2 separate regions of the Zea mays genome follow, and region 1 is linked to region 2. Evidence: chromatin contacts called from public Hi-C data. All regions are on one chromosome and are shown on one strand. Each heading gives the region's core, a stretch centred on a gene start, on an enhancer-like site or on the middle of the called end of the contact. The rest is flanking DNA. Distances are from core to core; before and after follow the strand shown.

Region 1 (3,958 bases), core at 746-3,245, 250 kb after region 2:
TTTTATTTTATTCTTTTTATTTATTTCAAAATTCTCTTTTCTTTTTCTTTTTCTTTTATTTTCGAAATTATTTTTAAAAATAGGTAATTCATAAAAATTATAATAATATTTCCATAAATAGAATACACAAATTTAAAGAATAGATAATTTTAGGCAAAAAATCTACTATTTAAATAGATTGGGCTCCAAAAAATGAATAAATCAAAATGAAACCTATGCCTAATCAAAAACAATATTTTAATTACTCCTTATTATTTTATAAAATGAGATTTTCTCACCAAATTAAATTTAAGTATTAGATTTATAAATGGAGTCAAACAAAATTTGTGCTTCAGCATAAATGCATCAAACAATTGACAAAATTTTATCCAATTAGGAAATCACCATTTCATTACTTCAAAACATATTTTTTTTCTTTCTACTAGAAATTAATAATATAAACTAAATTATTTTCAATTGACGGATTAAGGTGTTACAACACAACTCTAATAAAAAGAAGAGAGAAGAAATCTATAGAGAGAGAAACAAGGGATAATATCTGAATTTGGTAGATATTAGAGAAGAAATTTTACACCCCAAATTGAGGGTGTTACACCGACCATGAAACTATCACTTGGGAGGAGTGTAGAGACAACTTCCACCGACACCATATTCCAGAAAGGCTGATGATAATAAGGAAGTAGGATTTTTTTCTAGCACTAAAGCAAAGACCCCTGTCCGTTAGAGAGTATAGGTATAAATTTCTAGAACTACCTTGCTATGCACCTGAGGATATCAACACTGATGCAAAAAGGCAGTACATGTGTAATACCCAAATAAATGGAGTTATAAAATGTATAAGTATTGGAAATTATAAAAAGGCTTATGTGATTAATTGTCTTGTTTTCTCCTTTTTGCATATTTAAATTATGGGGTCGCATTGACTACTAACAATTATGTAAACAAAATAAATATGCATTCCATGCTGGGACTCGTGAAATGTTGCACTCGTAGTTGAACTGGTAATACAACTTTGTGCTAAAAAAATTGAAATGGGAAAATGAAATACAAAGAGAAAAGAAGAAAAAAAAAAGAAAGGAAAACTGTGTGCCCAGGCTGGGTTCTGTTCTTTTCGGCCCAGCTAACCACCGTGGTGGCCCAGATTCCGGTAACCACAGCGCCGACATGTGGGGCCGCAGTGCTAGCCACACCGCGCGCGCCGCGCATCTTGGCGCTTGCTCGCTGACTGCTAGGTCCCTCTCGCCAGCCACACACCTGCGCGCGCTTGTCGCTGTGTTGTGGGCTCCACCTAGCAGCCTCTGTGTTGTGGGCTCCACCTAGCAGCCTCGCCCTGTAGATCTTCGCTCCGCCGCGACCGCAACCACCCGACCGAGCTCTCCGCTGCCGCGCGATTATAGCTGGTCAGGTGCCACCGACCTATTCGGACTATAAAACCTATGCGCTCAGTACCTCTCTCGTCTCGTGTTCTCCTCATCCAACTCAGCCGCTGCCGCCGTCGCAATTCGGATGGGAAAGTCGCCGCCATGGTTGGGATCGAGCTGGGCTGCAATCTGGACCCTTGGGGAAAGGCTGGAGTGCAATGCGGGTGAATTGGATCGTATCCAGGGGCTTCACCAAGCCTAGGTGATCGGGGGTCAGCGTTAATCCCTCGTCGGGACCCAACGCCGCGGTGGCTCCGCCGAACACGGTGGGCAGCTACCTTCACGTTCTTGATTCACGGTGAGATCCGTGTCCACATGTCCGCCATTGTCTGTCGCGCCGGCGAGGCCTCACCGCAGGGTCATTTGCGCCGCCGTCGCCGGTGTCAGGATGGAGTGATGATTGGGGGGTCGTAGATCCTCAATCACGTGACTCTGATTAGAATCTTGTGTATCCCTTCGGTAGATTGATCAAGAGCATCGATTTAGATTCAGGCGGTTGGGAGTAGGCTTCAGATATGTTAAACTCGAACCATTGATCGCGCATCGGGTGGCTGGCATTGCGTACCATTTCGTTTTAAAAGAAATCTGATCCTGGCCCTCAGTTTCTAATCGGACGGCCGATCTCATCCCAAACCGCTTCGGCGTGCAAGTCTTGCAAAAGAGCCCATGATGTTTTTAATTATCAACCCACAGTCCCGATCTTTTGTAAAATCATTACGCCGACGCCCTGAATTTTGTAGGGAAGTCCCTGTAGAACCCCAGATTGTTGTGTGCACTCCAGAGAGCTGGTAAAGGGAATAAAAAGATTATAGAAAATGAATTTTAGTATAAAAATAATTCCAGAAACTTGTTTACTTCATAAATAATTCATTTTAACTACTTTTTGACCCATTCTAGTTGCATTAATTTTGTTTTAATATTTGCATTAATTTTGTTTTCATATTGTTTATCACCTGGTAACTCTGTTTTATCGTGAAACATAGATTAAAATTATCCACGTAGTTTATTCCATACCAAACACTTAAAACTTCGGAAAATTATAACTCTTTAACCGTAACTCCAAATTTAGTGATTCTCGAACCTATGATCTCGTTGCGATGCGTAGAATATTATCATGCATTTTGTTCTGATGTTTGATGTGATATTAATTTTTCCTATACCATGTTTGTTTGTATTGCTTCGTGTAGATGAGCAAGTGACCGAGGACCCCGGTACCCAGCAGGTGGAAAATACTGAGCAGGAGCTCGTTGAGGCAAGTTGTGCCCTACCCAATATTATTCTCTATAATCACTTTGTCATGTTTATGCTTAATTTGTATGGAACCCAATAGGTCACCCTAATCTGCTTTACCATATGCATTGATCACCACTGAACTTTTGGGTAGTCCTGCTATTTCTATATATGGTTTTGGGTGTTGAGATAAATTTGACACATGATCATACTTTATATTATTGTTGGTTATTTATTGTTCATGATAAAATTACTGTGTTAATTGGAACATGGAGAATCACTCGGGAAAACAGTGCTACCGCAAGGGTGGAATGGGGCACCCTTGGCCAAGTAATTAGGAAAGCTAGATAGAGATTACCTTACCTGAAAGAGGCAAGCGGGGAGGCATCGCTGCAGAGTATAGGGAGGTTCTCAGGTCGGACTGTCTGTCTAGCTTTTCGGACGGGGGATTACTATGCTTCCTTCTTCCTGAATCCGTAGCGGGTTTTCTCAAACTAGTGGAACTTTAGAAAGGCATCGTAGTGCTACCCAGCCTCGTCTCCTCGGTAGAGATGAATTGGACTTTTAGACCCCTTGGCAAATGGGTAGCATGGCTTGTGGGTAAAGATACGCAACCTCTACAGAGTGTAAAATTGGTATATCAGCCGTGCTCATAGTCATGAGCGGCTCGGACACTCACATGATTAATTTATGGAAGTAAATTTAATTTGTCATTTGCATCGCATTATGGTTTATTATAAATTTTGATCTATTATTACTTTGGGTTGGTATACACTTACATTTAGTAACTGCTAATAAAATCTGACCAACTTATTAAAAGCAATGCTCACCTTTAACCATTATTTGTTGATCAGTCTTACACTATACATGAACTCCCACCTTTGGTGAGTTCATGCATATTATTCCCCACAACTTGTTGAGCTATGATCTTTTGTGAGCTCACCCTTGTGATATATAAATCTCCCCATAGGTGAAGAGCAGGTAGCCCAGGAGGAAGTCTACAACGAGGAATACGAGCTAATCTAGGTGGCATCTCCCAGTCAGCTTGATGGCGCCAAGGAATAATTATTAGATCACTTTATTGTTAGCATTTATTTTTGTAAGAATCTTTCACTATGTAATAATGATTCTAACATTTATCTCTATACACTTAGTCATTATATGTGTTGTTCTTCTTTGGCACACATATGAGATGCACCCGGCCTTATCACTTAAATCTGGGTGTGACAGAAGTGGTATCAGAGGGAATGTTTACTGTAGGACGAAACCTAGATAGAACTAGACAAAACCTTTACCTACTTACCTTT
Region 2 (3,946 bases), core at 328-2,827:
GTTTTAATCGGTTCCCGTTTTCAAACGAAATTTACCGAATTTAGGTATCGGAATTTTTCCAAAAACAAAAAATTAAGTAGGCTATTTAAAAGCCCACACTCAATAATGGACGCTCAGGCCCAAGTGCCTACCGTTTCATCTGGCTCGAGCTGTTATCTAGATGAGACTCTTCTTCGATGACATTTAGGTGGGCGAGGTGAGACTAAATAATGTTGTGCACTGTACCCATCCGGCTTCGCTAACAGCTGCTGGGACAAGTGGGTCCGTAGGTGGGCTGCATGTCTGATGAATCCGCTTCGTGGGCGACTAGGTGGTGAGCTCCTGATGGGCTGCCCATCTGATGATGGGCGACTGGGCGGTGAGCTCCTGGCCATGTTCATATTGGCCCTCTTGCGTGCGTGTGTGTGTATATATATAATATTGTGTATTGTATTTGTATTGAATATCCAAATTTAAATAGTTTGACTTGACATAATTCTAGAAAGATAAATTCATGTAGACGGAGAGAGTACTCTTCTATGTGATATGGATGAATAAAGTTATACATAGTTAGAGTAAGAAAATGTTGAACCTTGAATCTATAAACATGTGATATTTATGAACTTGTTATATTGTGAACTTGTTATGTTATGAACTTGTGATATTTATAAACTTGTTATATTGTGAATTGTTGGCTTGTGATCTTTATTGTATTGTGAACTTGTTATATTCATATGTTTACCGGTCATACTTTAGATTCCGACCGTTACCGATGTATTTTCCATATTAAACTTTCGTTTCCGATGTTTCCGAAATATCGATATCTTTTTCCGTTTCCGGTTTAACCATTTCCGATTCCATTTCCGATAAAAATTATGAAAACGAAAACGGTTTTAGTGTTTACCGACCGTTTTCATCCCTACCTCCCGCTGTGCTGTCCTTGTACTACACGAGACGCTTTAACAGTTTAGTACTCTCTTTTTTTTAAAAAAAGGAATGGATCTTTTATTTTTTTCGTTTGGTCGGACGGTCGGACCGCAGTTACGTTCATCAGATGAACAAATGAGTTTTGAGAAACCCATGCAAGTGGAGTCGGTATAAGACGGACGCCACCGTGGCGTGTATTGCTATTGGGCTGCCAAGGTCTGAGGCCCAGTACTGATACATGATTCTTGGTCCATTTTCTTCAGCAAGCTTACGGGTAAGGGGCCCTTTTCCTAAGCAATTTCGTGGTTGTGGGCCTGCGTTAATCGGTGTATGGGTTGTAAACCAAAAAAAAAGGAGAGAGAGGGGGAGCCAATTTGGATCCGTTTAGTTGGCCAAAATTTAAACCAAACACATCCTTACCTTCTCTAACTTTTGCTCAAGTTTAATTCACCGCTCCAATTTTTGCTCAACTTTTGCTCTAGGTGTTGGACGGAGCCTGCCTCTATATGCTGGTTCAGCTTCGTAGGGCATACTGCATAGTGCATGGTACACCGCCACCGGTGCAAAGACGCCTGAACACAAAGCACGTCGTAGCGTACTCCCGGTAAACAACACATTGCTTGTGCTTGGGGCGACCGTGGTCCCAGCTAGGGCCTAGGGCAGGCTCCCAGCTCCTTGTGTATGGCCATGGGCCTGTACAGCGTCAGGTCATATCATATGCATGCCAAGCCAAATCCAGTTCTTCGCCCGCGCGCATGCGACAGCGTAGTCATTCAATCATGTGTTTTCAGTGGTGCATGCTGTTGAAATATTAGACAATTTACAGATTAAATTTCAATATATAAATTATGACCAAATCAGAAGAACTGAAGTATAAAGTTAAATCAGATGATTCGTACTGATCAAATATACTGATAGATGGCACGAGCCGGAATCAGCAGGGTCGACGACGTTGAAGCAGTGGTACCGATGACGTCTACGCAACAGGGTTTGACTAGAAGATCACGAGCAGTCGCATGAGGATGCTTCCCAAAAACCTTATTCACCCTCTCCCGGTGCAGGATCTCGAAGGCGAAGGGTTCCGGAGACCTGCTCTCCCGATCGCAGATGCACATCGGTGGTCGGGATGAAGAGAACTACGATGGCGACGCAGTTGTGAACAGAGGCGAAAGCGAAAATTATGGTTATTTTGATGATGGTTGTTAGGCGCCTTATATAGGGCCGAGTTCGCGAACCGATAGCTATCCGCGATCCGATCTGCCCGTGAAAAACTTGCGTTCAGTTTAGATTTTTATAGCGATCGGTTAGAATTCTAAACTTAACAACCAAGCAACCAAAAATTAAAACAGCAAAAGGAAGTCGCGCCCCCGCAAGGCGAGGGACCATTCACGCGTATGTTGTGCGCCCGCGTCCTTCACCCCCGCCCCGCCCCGCCCAGGCTAGGCCAGGCGAGCGAGCGCGCGCGTGTGGCTCTCCACACTCTCTCCTCTCATCCCTGACTTGGTGAGTGAGTGTGACTTCCATATTTAAACTAGTTCTACTCCATTTGGACTAGCAATATGGCACTATTAGTTCCACTATTCCCTAGCCATACACATATATGGGCTTTTGAGATTTTTCTGGGATTTAATTGAATTTCTCAATTGAGCCTAGCCCATAAATCCTAACAATCCCCCACCAGATCTCAAATGTCCATCTGCAGTTTTGCCACTGTTCACTACTGTTTAATATACTATTGTTTCAGCAGAGACTATTAAGTTGAACTTCCGTCTAGAACTCCAAGCTACACTTGGACAATAGACTATGCCTTGAATTGCAAGTTTTGTGTGAATGAGTTTCACTTAAAGCCATGACCAGTACTTGGTTACCAGTAGTCCCCTTCTCGGGTGGAGCATATACATCGTACTCCAAGGTCTCTTCATGAGTTTACTAGAGATCACCCAGATCTCATAGACTCCGACGTTAGACAGTCTAACTCATATAGGTGTGTTCTTTCAAGAATGTTCTGCTGGACAACATCTTCGCTAATACAAGCCAACAAAACACATTAAGGCACAAAGCCAACCTGCCTTACAACATTTGAGAGTATTGCATCTTTACTTAGAGAGGGTCAAAGGTTACTCTCCTCAGTTCACCAATGGCTTGTTCTTCCTAGGACCTAATTCATGGGATCTCCAATCACATAGACTGGGTTTCCACCATGGCAACTTATACGGGTCTCATACCCATCTCTCTCGATGTGATTTCTATCATATTACGTGGTAGTCCCTTTGTAAAAGGATCTGCCAGATTTTTATCTATTGAAATATAAGTCACACTTATAACTCCCGAGTTTCTCAACTTTCTGACAGACTTCAATCGTCTTTTGACATGTCTTGATGACTTCCCATTATCCTTAGAACTTGTCACTTTAGCAATCACTGTCTGATTGTCACAATTCATAAGGATAGCTGGTATTGGTTTCTCAACCACTGGCAAGTCCATCAAGAGTTCACGCAACCATTCTGCCTCAATGGTTGCTGTGTCAAGTGCAGCTAGCTCGGTTTCCATGGTTGACCTCGTCAAGATGGTCTGCTTGCATGACCTCCATGATACCGCACCTCCACCAATAGTAAAGACATAACCACTGGTGGCATAAAGCTCGTCTGCATCAGATATATAGTTTGAATCATTATATCCTTCAAGTACTGCATGCTAACCAGAATAGTGAATTCCATAACTCATTATACCTTGCAAGTAGCACATAACCCGCTCAAGTGCATGCCAATGATCAGTCCCGGGGTTTGACATGAACCTACTCAATTTGCTCATAGCAAACGAAATATCAGGCCTTGTTGCACCAGCAAGATACATGAGTGAACTGACGATCTGAGAATATCTCAATTGGTCAAACCAATTCTCTTATTCTTTCATAGTGTCACACTGGGATCATAAGGTGTTGAAGAAGGTTTGCAATCAGAGAAGCCAAATCGCTTCAAAACCTTTTCAACATAGTGAGATTGCAAGAGAGTAATCCCACCATCTGCCTTAATTGGCTTGA

The links. Hi-C and Micro-C count contacts between places; a contact is called where the count stands out from the background.
Region 1: a Hi-C map of ear shows a contact between it and region 2, with 2.2 times the contacts expected there. The contact joins two enhancer-like sites. A contact is called at or near these places in 3 of 25 Hi-C or Micro-C datasets (ear, endosperm and tassel).

What each region holds. Positions count from the first base shown.
Region 1 is chr1:172,266,781-172,270,738 of Zm-B73-REFERENCE-NAM-5.0, forward strand. No RefSeq gene overlaps it. Among protein-coding and RNA genes, the nearest start is that of LOC103642256, 71 kb to the right of the region's middle. Within about 2 kb of position 1,996, at least 16 of the 20 cell types and tissues checked have an H3K27ac peak or open chromatin away from gene starts, as enhancers often do. A contact at or near this core is called in ear and tassel, where this site is marked.
Region 2 is chr1:172,014,249-172,018,194 of Zm-B73-REFERENCE-NAM-5.0, forward strand. No RefSeq gene overlaps it. Among protein-coding and RNA genes, the nearest start is that of LOC103640545, 70 kb to the right of the region's middle. Within about 2 kb of position 1,578, at least 17 of the 20 cell types and tissues checked have an H3K27ac peak or open chromatin away from gene starts, as enhancers often do. A contact at or near this core is called in ear and tassel, where this site is marked.